2 separate regions of the Gossypium hirsutum genome follow, and region 1 is linked to region 2. A link is a contact called in public Hi-C data. All regions are on one chromosome and are shown on one strand. The core of a region is the stretch at or near the end of the contact, and the rest is flanking DNA. Distances in the headings are between cores, read along the strand shown.

Region 1 (6,227 bases), core at 1,565-4,064, 230 kb after region 2:
AACAAGCCCATGTCTGAACCCACCCTTATATTATTATATATACACCAACACATATTTGTATATGATATCCATCACATCTAGCTATTGTTGCATTATTATATTCTTATTTGTGCCGTATAAGAGGTGGAGTACTAAATGTACACCTTCCCCCTAAACCTGAATCTGCATAATGACAGCTTCAAACAGTCTTTAATTCTATATTCCCTTTTTGACAGGGCTGATTAGTATATATTGAAAAAAAAAAGTAAACTCAGCCAGGCCCAACATCACGGTCTACTAATTTTATTTTTCTTTCTTTTTTATTTGTTTCACTTCTTTGTTTCCTTTTGCTATTTTTGCAGTGGTTTTTTTGTTTTTAAGGGATAAATAGTATAACTAAATTTTCATTTTAATTTTAATATGTACTTTTATATTTAAAATTTTAATTATATTCAATTCTTATAAATTATTAATATAATTATTGATATAGTATATGTTTATGTTTATATACTCTATATATAAATAATTATATTTATCATTTAAAAAATAAGTTGATCTATTTATTTTTTTAAATGTGTAATTAAATCAAATTAAAATTTTATATAAACATTTCAAAATCTAATCAAAATTGTATTTTAATCAAAATTCATATAATTTCGACTTAATTATAGAATGTTAAACATTAGGTGATAGACTATAGTATTTAAAATAAAGAAAAATTATTTGTTTGCCCGTAAGTGGAATTAAAAAATTCGACAAGTAGAAGTAAGACATTGCATGTGTCTTTAGATAATATTAAAAAATAAAAATTAGTTAAAGTAGATATATTCATTCATTTAACCTTAAACAACCAACAAAACAATAACACTAAAATTTAAATAAAAAAAAACATAGCATTTTATGAAGTTAACAATTAATATGTAACCATAGATTTTAGTTTTTCTTTTTCCATTTTTGGTTCTTCATGTTTCTTTAATAAGCTATGTCTGACCTAAGTTTTTTTTTTCTTGTTACTAATATTCAGATTAAAAATGATAACAAAATATTGAAAAATAGAAGGGAAAAAAATCTATCTCAACATTGCCGGGGCAAATTCTAGTTAATTAATCAATCTCAGAAAGGGGGAAAATACCTCTCCCCCCCCCCCCCAAAAAAAAAAAGAATTCTTAGAGTAACAAATATTTTAAAGAGAGAAAAAATTTGAACCGGCCAACATGTATAATTAATATATATGCATGGTTTAAAGATCTTTCCATGGTTTGATCTCAGAGTCATCCCATGGAATGTTGAGATCAGTAGAGACAAGTGCATCAATATCATCCCAATTCCAGTAGTTTGCCATTTCAATGCCATTGCTGGTAATAGGTTCTTGCCAGGTCAGTGAACCAGTTGGATCCTCCCTCGTTTCTCCACTATAGTTGTAGAGACTCGAAGACTGAAACGAGGCTGATATTGATGATGGGAATGTTTCCAAAGAATATGAGCTTGAACTTGAAAATGGAAACGGCAAAGGAAATGGAGTCTGTAAGCCTTGAGACATGGTAGAATCTAAGCAGACTCCATTGTTTCTGCTGAAAATTTCTCTCTCCGAGTTTCTGCAATTTACAGAATTTTGCTGCAACGGTGAATGAAATTTGATGTTCGGTATGTACTTTTGATCGGCAGGCGGAAGCTGATGCGGTTGAATAGCGGAAGAGGTGGAGCTTTTGATGGTAGTTGTGGTTGTTTTACTGGCAGAAGCGGCGGCGGATGTCTGATGCCGCTTGTTTTTACGGCCTCCACCAACGGGAACATTGCGAAGATTACCACCTTTAGTCCAATGTCTTTTACAGGTCTTGCAAAAATACCTAGGTTGTGACTTGTTATAGTTGTTGTAATAACAGAACTTTGTGTTGGAAGAATCACACCTTGGACACTTCAATGGCGGTTCCAATTGCTGCAGCTGGTTTTCTTGATGATGTCGCCTTTTCATTGATAAAGCTTTTGGACGCTCCATAATTGGAGCCTGCAACAAAGACTGGCCCTGGATCCACTCAACCTCATCACTGGAAACCTGTTTACAACTCAATCCCATCCTTCTCTCTCTCTCTCTCTCTCTCTCTCTCTCTCTCTCTCTCTCTCTCTCTCTCTCTATGTATGTGTGTGTGTGTGTGCGTCAATTTTAGAAGCTCTTTCAAAACCATAAAAATTTCAAGCTTTTGAATGGAAGTGAAAGAAGGGATCAGATAATCGAAATAAGGTGATGAGAAATGAGCAGTCTTTGAGCGCCCTCTGTATCGTTCATATTATGCAAAGGGAATAATAATAATATTTAATATTGTAGTATGAGTAAGTAAGGTAAAAAAGAGAATCAAAACTAATGAAATTTGTTTGTTGTGTGGTGTAATGTGATGGTGCAAAAGAACTTTATAGAGCAAAAGGAAATGAAGAAAGAGAGTTGCTTAGGGGTGAAGGTGATGGTGGGGGTTGTGACACGTGGGATTGGGTGGACCGTTCATAGTGGAGTGATTGAATGATCTGTAAAGAGAAGGGGAAAGAGTTTCATGTTGTACTATATTAAAGTATTAACCAACTGTAATTTAAGGTGAGCTTGGATAGACGATACGTTTATTTGTAGTTAGTATAAAAACAACAGTGGAGGTGAGATTAGATATTGTAGCGATACTGTATCGTGAGACAAAAAATAAACTAAACGCACTGCACCGCACCCAATCGTCTATCCAAACCCACCCTTAGTAAACCACTTGCATGGACGCGTTGGCTCCGCCATATCTATGAAAATGATATATCGCCCTCGAGGTTGATTCTAGAAATTTGCTAAATTAGATGAATATGATTTGAATTATATTTTGTTTTTTATTTAAAAATGAATAAATTAATTTTTATACGAGAAAATTAGTCATTTTAAATTTTTTTATCTATTCTTATTATTAAAAATTGGTCATTTTATGTTAGTATGAGATACAAGTGACACATCACGGTGAAACTATTTAATTATTTCGTCATCCATGTCAATTGTTAACAATTGAAAGGAATAAAATTTTTAACAAAACTTGTCAATTTCTTTTTTAATCTAATATAAATAGATTAATTTACTTATTTTTTTAAGTAAAATAAATAAAATATAATCTATCTCTTATATAATGGTTTCATGATATTTTTATGGCTAAAATGGTAAAATTATTGCTATCAAAGATTCAAGAGTAGCCCATGCCATGATAAAATTGAAATTATGAAAATTTGAGAGTTAAAAGTAAGAATCATCTTGTCTTGTATAGTTTATAATCAATATGGCTATAATGATACCCCTTCTAATAAAAAGAGTAGCCAATACCATCCATGCATAGAAGTTTGAAGCTATTGCTATATTTATAGTATAAATAAATATATATGGCTTGTAGCTAGTTAATTAGGGCCCATTTGGTGTCAAATTAGCAGTCACCACCGTCCATGAAATTAACTTGTCTCTTTTCTCTAAAATGGCAGAAGAAGCAAAGAAATAAAAAATCAATAATTCACTTCATTTCTGTTCCGCATATGAACCCCGAGCGAATCAGATTTAGGGTGTAATTAGTTTTTTTTATCGTTATAATATTGGTAGAGGTAAGATGATTACAAGGTTTGAATTCATGTTATTTGAGTGTTGGATTAAAGTTTTAATTAATACTCCAACCAGATATTGGCTCATATTACTATTTTTGAAAGATGATATTTCTGTTAAAATATGCTTTAGGTTGTTATTCTCTTCACAATAATTTAATTTTTTATTTTAATTTTTTAAATTTTAGTCCTTTAAATTTAAAAATTTAAGTTCAATTATTAACATAATTAAAATATATTTTTTAAATTCATTGGTATGACATTTTAAAATTAAAAAAAAAATTTACTTGATAACTATACAACCAACGAATGACGACATAATGCACATGGATTTAACAAAAGAATTTAAAAATTGTTAATAATTGAACTTACATTTTTAAATCTAAAAAGTAGAGGAGTTAAATTTCTAAAAAAAAAAATAAAGGACTAAATTCTAAATGTATAAAGAGTACATAGACTTGTAAAATATTTTAACAATAATATTTAATATCTATTTTTTTTAAAAAATCAAATATTAATACTTGTAATTTATATTTCAGGGTTAAACTACTTTTCAATAGCCCCTCTAAAATTAGGTCATTCATTTTTTGGTCACTTCAAATTTTTTTATTAATTTGGTCACATCAGTCCACCTTTAGATCCATTTATTTTTATTTCATTTTTATTTATTTTTTTCCCTTTCCTTATTCTTTTTCCCTTTCTTTCTTTTTATTGGAATACTCTCAATTCTTGAAATTTTCTCTTGCAAAAATATGGTGAAATCAGATAACTCCAAAATTATTTTTCCTAAATATTTATAAATGATTTGAAATTTCAAAATCTAGGGATTAAAACTACCTTGAAATTAACTCAGAATTTGAAGAACTTGAACCATTAAAACACACAAAATAAATAAATAAATAAAAGTTCCCCAAAAATCTTCTGGAAAACCCTCCTCTTTACCACTCTAATGAAACCCTTTATGGCAACCATCCATTATTTAAATTATCATCCACATCTATGTAAACTTTTGGGAAATCTCTATCATCTCTGCCTCCTCTAATACCTCTTGGAAGCCTGTCTACTGTGAACCTTCCGTCGGATGACCTCCAAACAGTCAACCCAACTAGAATCTCATACAAATTTGAATACATACAACCGATTCAGCTTTTTCATCACCATCAACAGCTGCAGATAATTCGTTGCAGCAAACGAGGCATGAGTTCTATAATTGAAGCCATGGGAGTATGAAGTTAGGAATGGTACATATGATCACAAGGAATGTTATGAACTTTGATCTCCAACTCAAATTGCTCCTTGTAAACCACGAAACACAATTTGTTTTCGACATGAGTTTCGTTTATTTCCATTGTTGACATTGCTTCCACAATGCCGGCGATTGACCGTTTTACTGGGCGTTCTGGATTTCCATTTGTGATAACTGCCATTGCTTTTGTATGTCAGATGCAAGAATAGATAAGTTTAAGAAAGAAAATGAGGAAAATGAGAGGAAAGAGAATGGAAAAAAAGAAAAAGAAATAAAGGAAAAAAAATAAGGATAAGAGAAAATATTAAAAAAATAAAAAAAATAAATGGATTTAATGGTGGAATAGTGAATTTAAGGGTGAAGTGGTCAATTTAATTAACATTGATTATCAAATTAACAAAAAATTTGAAGTGACAAAAATAAGAACAACTTAATTTTAAAGTAACTAACAAGATAATTTATCCTTTTTTTTGTCTAGAACAAACCACTTTTTCTCTATCAAATAAAAAAAAACCTTTTTGGTTTTCTTAAATATCTACTAGAGCGAGCTCAATGATTAATCCTCCGCGTTCTATAGACACATTAAAGGGGTAGATGCTGGTCATGAGTTTTAAAGTTGCTCCATACCCAGGCGAGGATTGAATCATCAACCACTAATGGTTAAGGTTAAAAAGGCCTTTACCGTTTCATCTAACCGTGGTTAAAAATACAAACTTTATTTGCTAATTTTAGGAAACATTAGATTTGATTTTCTATTTGCTATAAGCAACATTTTTTTAGTGAAAAATTAATACAACTAAAAGTCAAATATTAAAGTGAATCCATCTAAATGGGATTTTCCATCAGCCGTAGGCCAGTTCTTCTATCTCGTACCATCTTGACGATCCTTTCTGCGAGTTTATTATCTTTTCGAGAAACATGCTGAGTACTCCAGTGACTTAAAAGCTTCAATAATAAAAGAATTCTTCTTACCAAAGCGAAATTGGAACCCTTAAGTATTCCATCCTGGATGATGTTAACTACTTCGATGCTATCAGTCTGAATTAAGACTCTTTCAAACCCCCGATCTAGCATGAGTTTCAACCCATCGAAAATACCCCAAATTTCATAATCCAATACTGTACAATTACCCAAATACCTGTTGAAGCCAATAATCCACCCCACATTTCGATCATGCAAAAGCCCTCCAACTGCAGTGAACGCATCTTCAAATCTAACCAAACCATCTGTATTCCAGCATACCTAATTGTTTGACAAGGAAGGAGCAACAATTGTTCTTGAATGATTGAGAATGCACGAATTCGATACAGAAGCATACTACTTTGCCCAACTTAAAGAAACCTTGATAACTGCATCAGAATTCTAAGACAAACATTGGAAAATGAAAAGGTTCTGATTCTTC
Region 2 (6,176 bases), core at 2,974-5,473:
ATAACTTTAATCTTATTTATTTCCCTTATAATCACTTTTACGCCATATGGCTATATTTTGTCAAAAAAGAAGTTGATTTTATATAATACAGAGATAAAAGATTTCCAATATAATGTACCATATTTAATGTGATAGCATCTTGTTTATATATATATATATATATAAAAATTAGGTATAGTTCTTCTCAACTCTTAAATAAGAAAATAAACGTAATTTAGTACACTCAAATTCACGTACTCTTGCACTGACAATAATATCGATGACGATTAAGTCTTAACATGCCTTTTTTTTAAATGTAGAAAATACTTTTATATTAATATTTATTTTTATAATTAAATTTAATATAATAATATATATTCATTATTAATTTGTAAGTTGGACCTTGCTCAGTGGTGGAGTCAATGGGGGTTGGCCCCAACCCCTCTAAAATGGAAAATTTTCTATTTTTTAGGCTATTTAAAATTTATAAAATTTTAAATTAATAATGGTAAAATTACACTTTAACCTCAAAAAATAATAAAAATTTGATGTAATCTTTTAGAAATTATAAAAATATAGACTATTAAAATGGTGAAATTAAATTTTTACTATCGTAAAAATATATAATTTAATTCCGACCCCCTTAAAATAATTTTCTAACTCTAATACTAAGTAAGATATCTTATTTCAAATAACCTTTGTCAAGATTCAACTAGTAGCAACAGGCTATTATATTTTAACTTGGCCTAAAATGGAAAAGTTCTTCAAATATGAAACATTGATTTTTCTCGGTAAAAATATACTTGAGTTAAAGTTGTGGTTAACAATGCTTAAAAGAATATTTTTAGCTTTAAAAGCATTTTTTGAAAAAAATTTGTGTTAAACGAGTAACTTTTGGCTGAAAAGACTGGCTTTTAAAAAGCATTGTTACTCATAAGCTAAATTTTTTAGCTTTTCTTGAGCCAATAGCATTTCTTGAAGCATTATTACTTTTTCATCCCTCCATTTTTGTTCTCCCATTTTTCATTCACTTTAAATTACAAATGCTAATATAAAATTTTTAATATTTATATTTGGTATATAAAATATTACCCCTTTTTAAAATTTTAATCCAAATAGATATAATATTTTAATTTGTTAGGTTTATATTTTTTTATGTTATGTTAATATCTAATATGGGTTATATATTTAAATTACATTTTAAAATAAAATCATTGATTAAAAATAAAATAAAAAACACTTCTTAAAATAATACAAATGTGTTAATATCTAATTAAAGATATTTAATAGCTATATTTAAATATTTAAAATATAGTTTATATATTCTAATTATTTTTATAAATAATTAATATTAATTGCTTAAAAATATTTAAAATTTATATTTCATATATTAAAATATTAACAACAAGTTATAATAAATTATTTTTTATATTATTGCTAAAATATCATAATATTAACTAACTTGAACGTTATTTAAATATATATTTGTTACTTTATAATACCATATCCAAAATGGATATTTTATTTCTTAAAAAAAACTTTTTGACAGTAATACTAAACACTTAAAATTTAAATCAAACTTTTTAAAACTTCTCAAAAGTACTTTCCAAAAACAATATTAAACTAACCCAAATCACATCCACAGTAGGGATGAACTAAAAAAAATTATATTTATAAAAAAATTTATTCTAACAGTTGAATTATAAGTAAAATGATACTATCAACCTCCATTTCATCCTTAGATATTAATTTTTTAAGTAATAATTTTTAATTGTTTTATTTAATAATTTCATATAAAAATAATAAAAGACAAAAACGTCATATTTTTCCTTACAGAATTAGATGAGCAGTTTCAAGTTTCTTTTTCATGATTAAACACAAACAATTAACATTTCTCATCCATTATCTGATTCCAAACATAAAATCCAAACTGGTTTTCTTGGGATGAATTGTGCCAGGTTCTAATTTCTCTAGGCCCAGTTATCTCAAAATCTTTCTCACTATGGTGAAATGTAAAATCTCCACTTATTTGCCGATATTTATTTTATAATGGAATTAAAATTAAAGTTTTTTTAATTTTTTTTGGAAAATTAAATCAACGTTTATTTATTGGTTTTAATAATTAAAGACGGTATCCATCATCCCAAAAATCAAATCCAAGAAAGAGGTTTCCATGCAAAGAACATGTACACCATACAAAGGATTCTATAGCAGTGGCCTTATTTATAACTAAAAAGACTGATGCAAAAAACAGGGGAAACAAATTCACGAAGCAAAATGTTTCAGTAAGCGACCGAAGAGTCGGCAAATTAACTGATCATCAATCTCGGATGTAGTCGATCTTAATGTTACCAATAGAAACCAGACCCTTTCCTTCTTTAGGCACCAAAGTCACCAAAATACTCTCATCACCTTCAACATTCAAATCCTCCAACAAATCTGTTAATGGCAATGTTAAGTTGGTGTTAAGCTTCATCCCAGTCTTGTGATGGTTATGCGGTAGATTCGTAAAGCTCCCAGCGAACTCTGAATCTTCAGGTTCAGTCGGTGTCTCGTCGTCTTCATCATTAATGTACACATCGAACTTCACTGCTGCATCTCGGTCTAGTTGAATGTTTTGTAGAACCAAAACTTCTTCTTCATCTTCCTTTTCGAGCTTAGTCCTCGATTTCTTTGGCCTTGGAACCTCAACGCGCACTAGTTTGTCTAAGGCTATAGGGAAGGCATTACTGATAGGGGTGATGTTCTTTGTTTCGGCCGCCACTGCTTGACCACCACTTTTACCCCGACCTGACTTTCGAGGATTTGGCTTGTTTTTGAGCCATGGAATATTAGCTTTTTGGTAATCATATCCGAAAGTCTTCATGTTAAGGCTATCACGAACCTTGACTCGAACCAGATTTGCGTTCTCATCGTAGAAAAGAAACGAGGAATCGAGCCAATCTGTGTCAGTGAAATCAGTTCGCTTCTTCCCTGGTAATGTTCTCCAAATGCTCCACAATCGGTCGACATTGGAGTGATGAGCGAAGAACAATGGGTCTCTACCAGCAGAGTAGAAGTTCCCCATGTCTTCAGAAAATGGCTGTCGCTTATCACCAACCCACCGGTGAACGGCGGTGTGAGGATTGTTCTCAATTGAACCCATTCCTGGACTGGGATCATCGCCGGCACGGTACGCCGCTCCAAAGAAAAGAGAAGCGGTCTTGTAGGTTACCATTTGCCTGTACATGACACTGAGGTTACTTTTTATTTGATCTCTCTTCGATAATTCTTCCTCAGTGCCAGCATAATCAAGATCGAGCATATTGGGTGGTTGGTGGTTCACGTTGCGCTTTTCATCATAGAGTGGAGAGTTAGGGTCTACATATATTTTAGGGATAGCCATTCCTGGGGGAGAATCCCAGTTCCAAAATGGCATCGCGAAATTTGGATCACCAATCAGCTTCCCCAAAATCCTCTCGTAGAAATAGAGATATAGCCTATGGAATGGGAAAAAAAGCCATGAGAAGTGAACTTGAAGTTGTTGATCCGGAAACCCCACTTGATCGTAAGCCCCATTGCAATAGGCACAATGAACATTGGCCTGTTGCTTGAAACTACGAGGATCATCATCAGGAAGAGCTTTCATCAGCTCTATGGCCTTTGTAAATTTCTCCAAGTAGTTAGCATCAACTAAATGTGCTGCCGGCCTTAACCGTATCGTGGAAAACCGAGGTGGTTTGAAATCTAGAATATTTGTTGTTTTTGGTGGGCAGCAAGGGACACTTATGCTGGTTCCTGAACTTGAAGATGTTACCGTTGAATTCTCACAAAGCGAGAGGTCAGGGGCGGCTATTGGGGCTGCCAATGCAAATGGGTCACTCACAAGGTTGGTTGCACCATACAGACTTCCTAGGCCAAGAAGAATATCCCTTCTATCGAAGCTATTGAGAGATGAAGAGCCTTCATTGTTTTGGTTCCCATTGCTGGCTTTGCATGACACTAGGTTTTTGGAGAAAGGCTTTTTCATCTTGAATATGAAAAGTTGTGATGTTTTGGGAAGGCATGAAGTTGGAATGGAGGAACTGGGAAGAATGACGGGGTTTGATGGTGGTGAATTGACGACAGGGAAAGCCATTGCCGTGAATTAAGCTTTTTATGTGGAAATTGGTAACCCAAAATCGAAGTGCCTTTAGCAAGATAAAAATACTGTGGTTGCAAACAATAGGGATAAAGTAGAATGGGACCTGTCGGAACTAGTTATGTTCAAAGTGAAATTCGATGGCTAATATATAGAGCATGCTGCCTCGATTATTAGAAAAATCAACATAGCAGACCAGTCAATTTTTTTTAGTCAAAACCCAATAAAATTTTCACAAATGTGGATTTAAAATCTTACACAGTAGGGCAGCGAAATTTTCTTCCTCACTAATCAATTTATCTTAATTAATTCTATTTTAGAGCGCATAAATTTAAAATCATATATATCTGAATATTTTTAAAATATATATATACTTTACCATAATAAATTTAAATAATTAATTAACTAATTTAAGTCTCAAAATTATTATTTTAAAAAATCTTTATATTCTTTAGAATTTTATTAATTTTTTTATATATTTTGAAATGATATACAAAAATATGCATTTTCATAGGCGTAAATTCTGATCAGTAATTATTTTTGCTCCAATTGGGGCATTATTGAGTGCATTTGAAAGGGATGCTTTGTAGGTTGATTTGACATTTTGCTTTTAATATCTTTTTTCTGAGCGGGAAAAAGAACAACATACTGTTTTTGGTATTTAGTTGAATTTAATTAATGCATTATGTGCAAGTGGGTCGATATAGATAACATGGGCTTCATTCACCAGCAAAGAAGATATTGCGGGACAGGAAAATCAAGGATAAAAATACGACAAAACCTATTATATTATATTTTAGTTTGCATTTCATTTTTCTTTTATTAAGAAAAAAAAGGAGAGTAAAATAATCTCTATATTTTAGATGAATGAACAAAACTAGTTCATTAAAATTGCATTATTAAATGTTTATTTTTGTATTTATATGTAAGATATAGTAATAAATTTAGCCCTCAAACTTTATATATTTATTTAATTTGACCCATATTCTTTTATTCGAGGGAAATTAAAAAATTGTGAAATTAATGAGGACAAATATAACAAATCTAAAAAAATCAATTAAGCTCTTTCAAAATTTAAAAATCATTTTAAAAAGTCATAAAAAATCTAAACAAAAGTTATAAAAAATTTCAAAATTATTTTTGATGAAAATTCTTAAAGAGAATTTTGATTTCTTTTATTGGTTTAGTTCTGTAAATTAAAATAGATTAATGCACTAGAAAAGCCCTCAAATTACCACATATTTAAGCAAACCCTCATACTTAATTAGTAGTCACATAAGTCTCTAGTTTAAGAATTTTATCCATTTAAACCCTTAATTTTAAGGATAAACTATACAATTCATCACCCAACTAGTACTGTATTTCTGTTTTGACAACTCTCTATTAAATAGTTAACAGAAGTGAAGACATGATCTTTTTAACTGGTATAATACACCATTAAGTCCTCAATTTTTACACATTTTATAAATTTGATTTTAATTTTAAATAATTCAATAAATTTAACCCTCCATATTTACAAATACTATCAATTTGATTCTCAAACACATATAATTAAATGTAAAAATAATTAAATGATTATTATATATTTTCAAAAAGTACAAAATATAATATTAATTATATATTTTTGGAGGATAAATATAATATCATTTTGAACCAATTAGATTAGATTATACCACACGTATTAAATAATTAATTATATTACGCAATGTGTATTGAAATGATTTATTTTGAATTTTATTTTTATTCAAAATGAGTTAATTAATTAACACATATTCTCTCTCCGGATTCATTTATTCTTCTCCAGTTCTGACCAAAAACCAAATTAATTTTAGATTTCAATTACCCAAAACCAATATTCAAAGATGTTTAGTGAAGTAGGGAAAATAAGAATAAAAAGTTCAAATTTAGTGACAAAAACATATTCACACCGTTGAAGACTTTCTTATTTAGTGAGCTATTCTTGGAAATTCTTACAAAGTTGGCTTTTACAAACTTCATATCTCAACAATCTTTTTTTTTTTTTGATAAATAGGGTTCAGTTTATTGAAAAAAAAAACATTTCAGATCTTCACTAATA

The links. Hi-C and Micro-C count contacts between places; a contact is called where the count stands out from the background.
Region 1: a contact with region 2 is called in a Hi-C map of leaf, with 2.0 times the contacts expected there. The contact joins the promoter of LOC107901672 here to the promoter of LOC107901676 in region 2. A contact is called at or near these places in 3 of 34 Hi-C or Micro-C datasets (all in leaf).

What each region holds. Positions count from the first base shown.
Region 1 is chrD06:44,420,539-44,426,765 of Gossypium_hirsutum_v2.1, forward strand. It overlaps LOC107901672 (dof zinc finger protein DOF1.4), which reads right to left and starts at 2,815. Exons shown (of 1, transcript XM_016827762.2): 1 at 970-2,815. The coding sequence starts at 2,053. The coding sequence ends at 1,220.
Region 2 is chrD06:44,189,603-44,195,778 of Gossypium_hirsutum_v2.1, forward strand. It overlaps LOC107901676 (polyphenol oxidase, chloroplastic-like), which reads right to left and starts at 4,224. Exons shown (of 1, transcript NM_001326909.2): 1 at 2,064-4,224. The coding sequence starts at 4,096. The coding sequence ends at 2,300.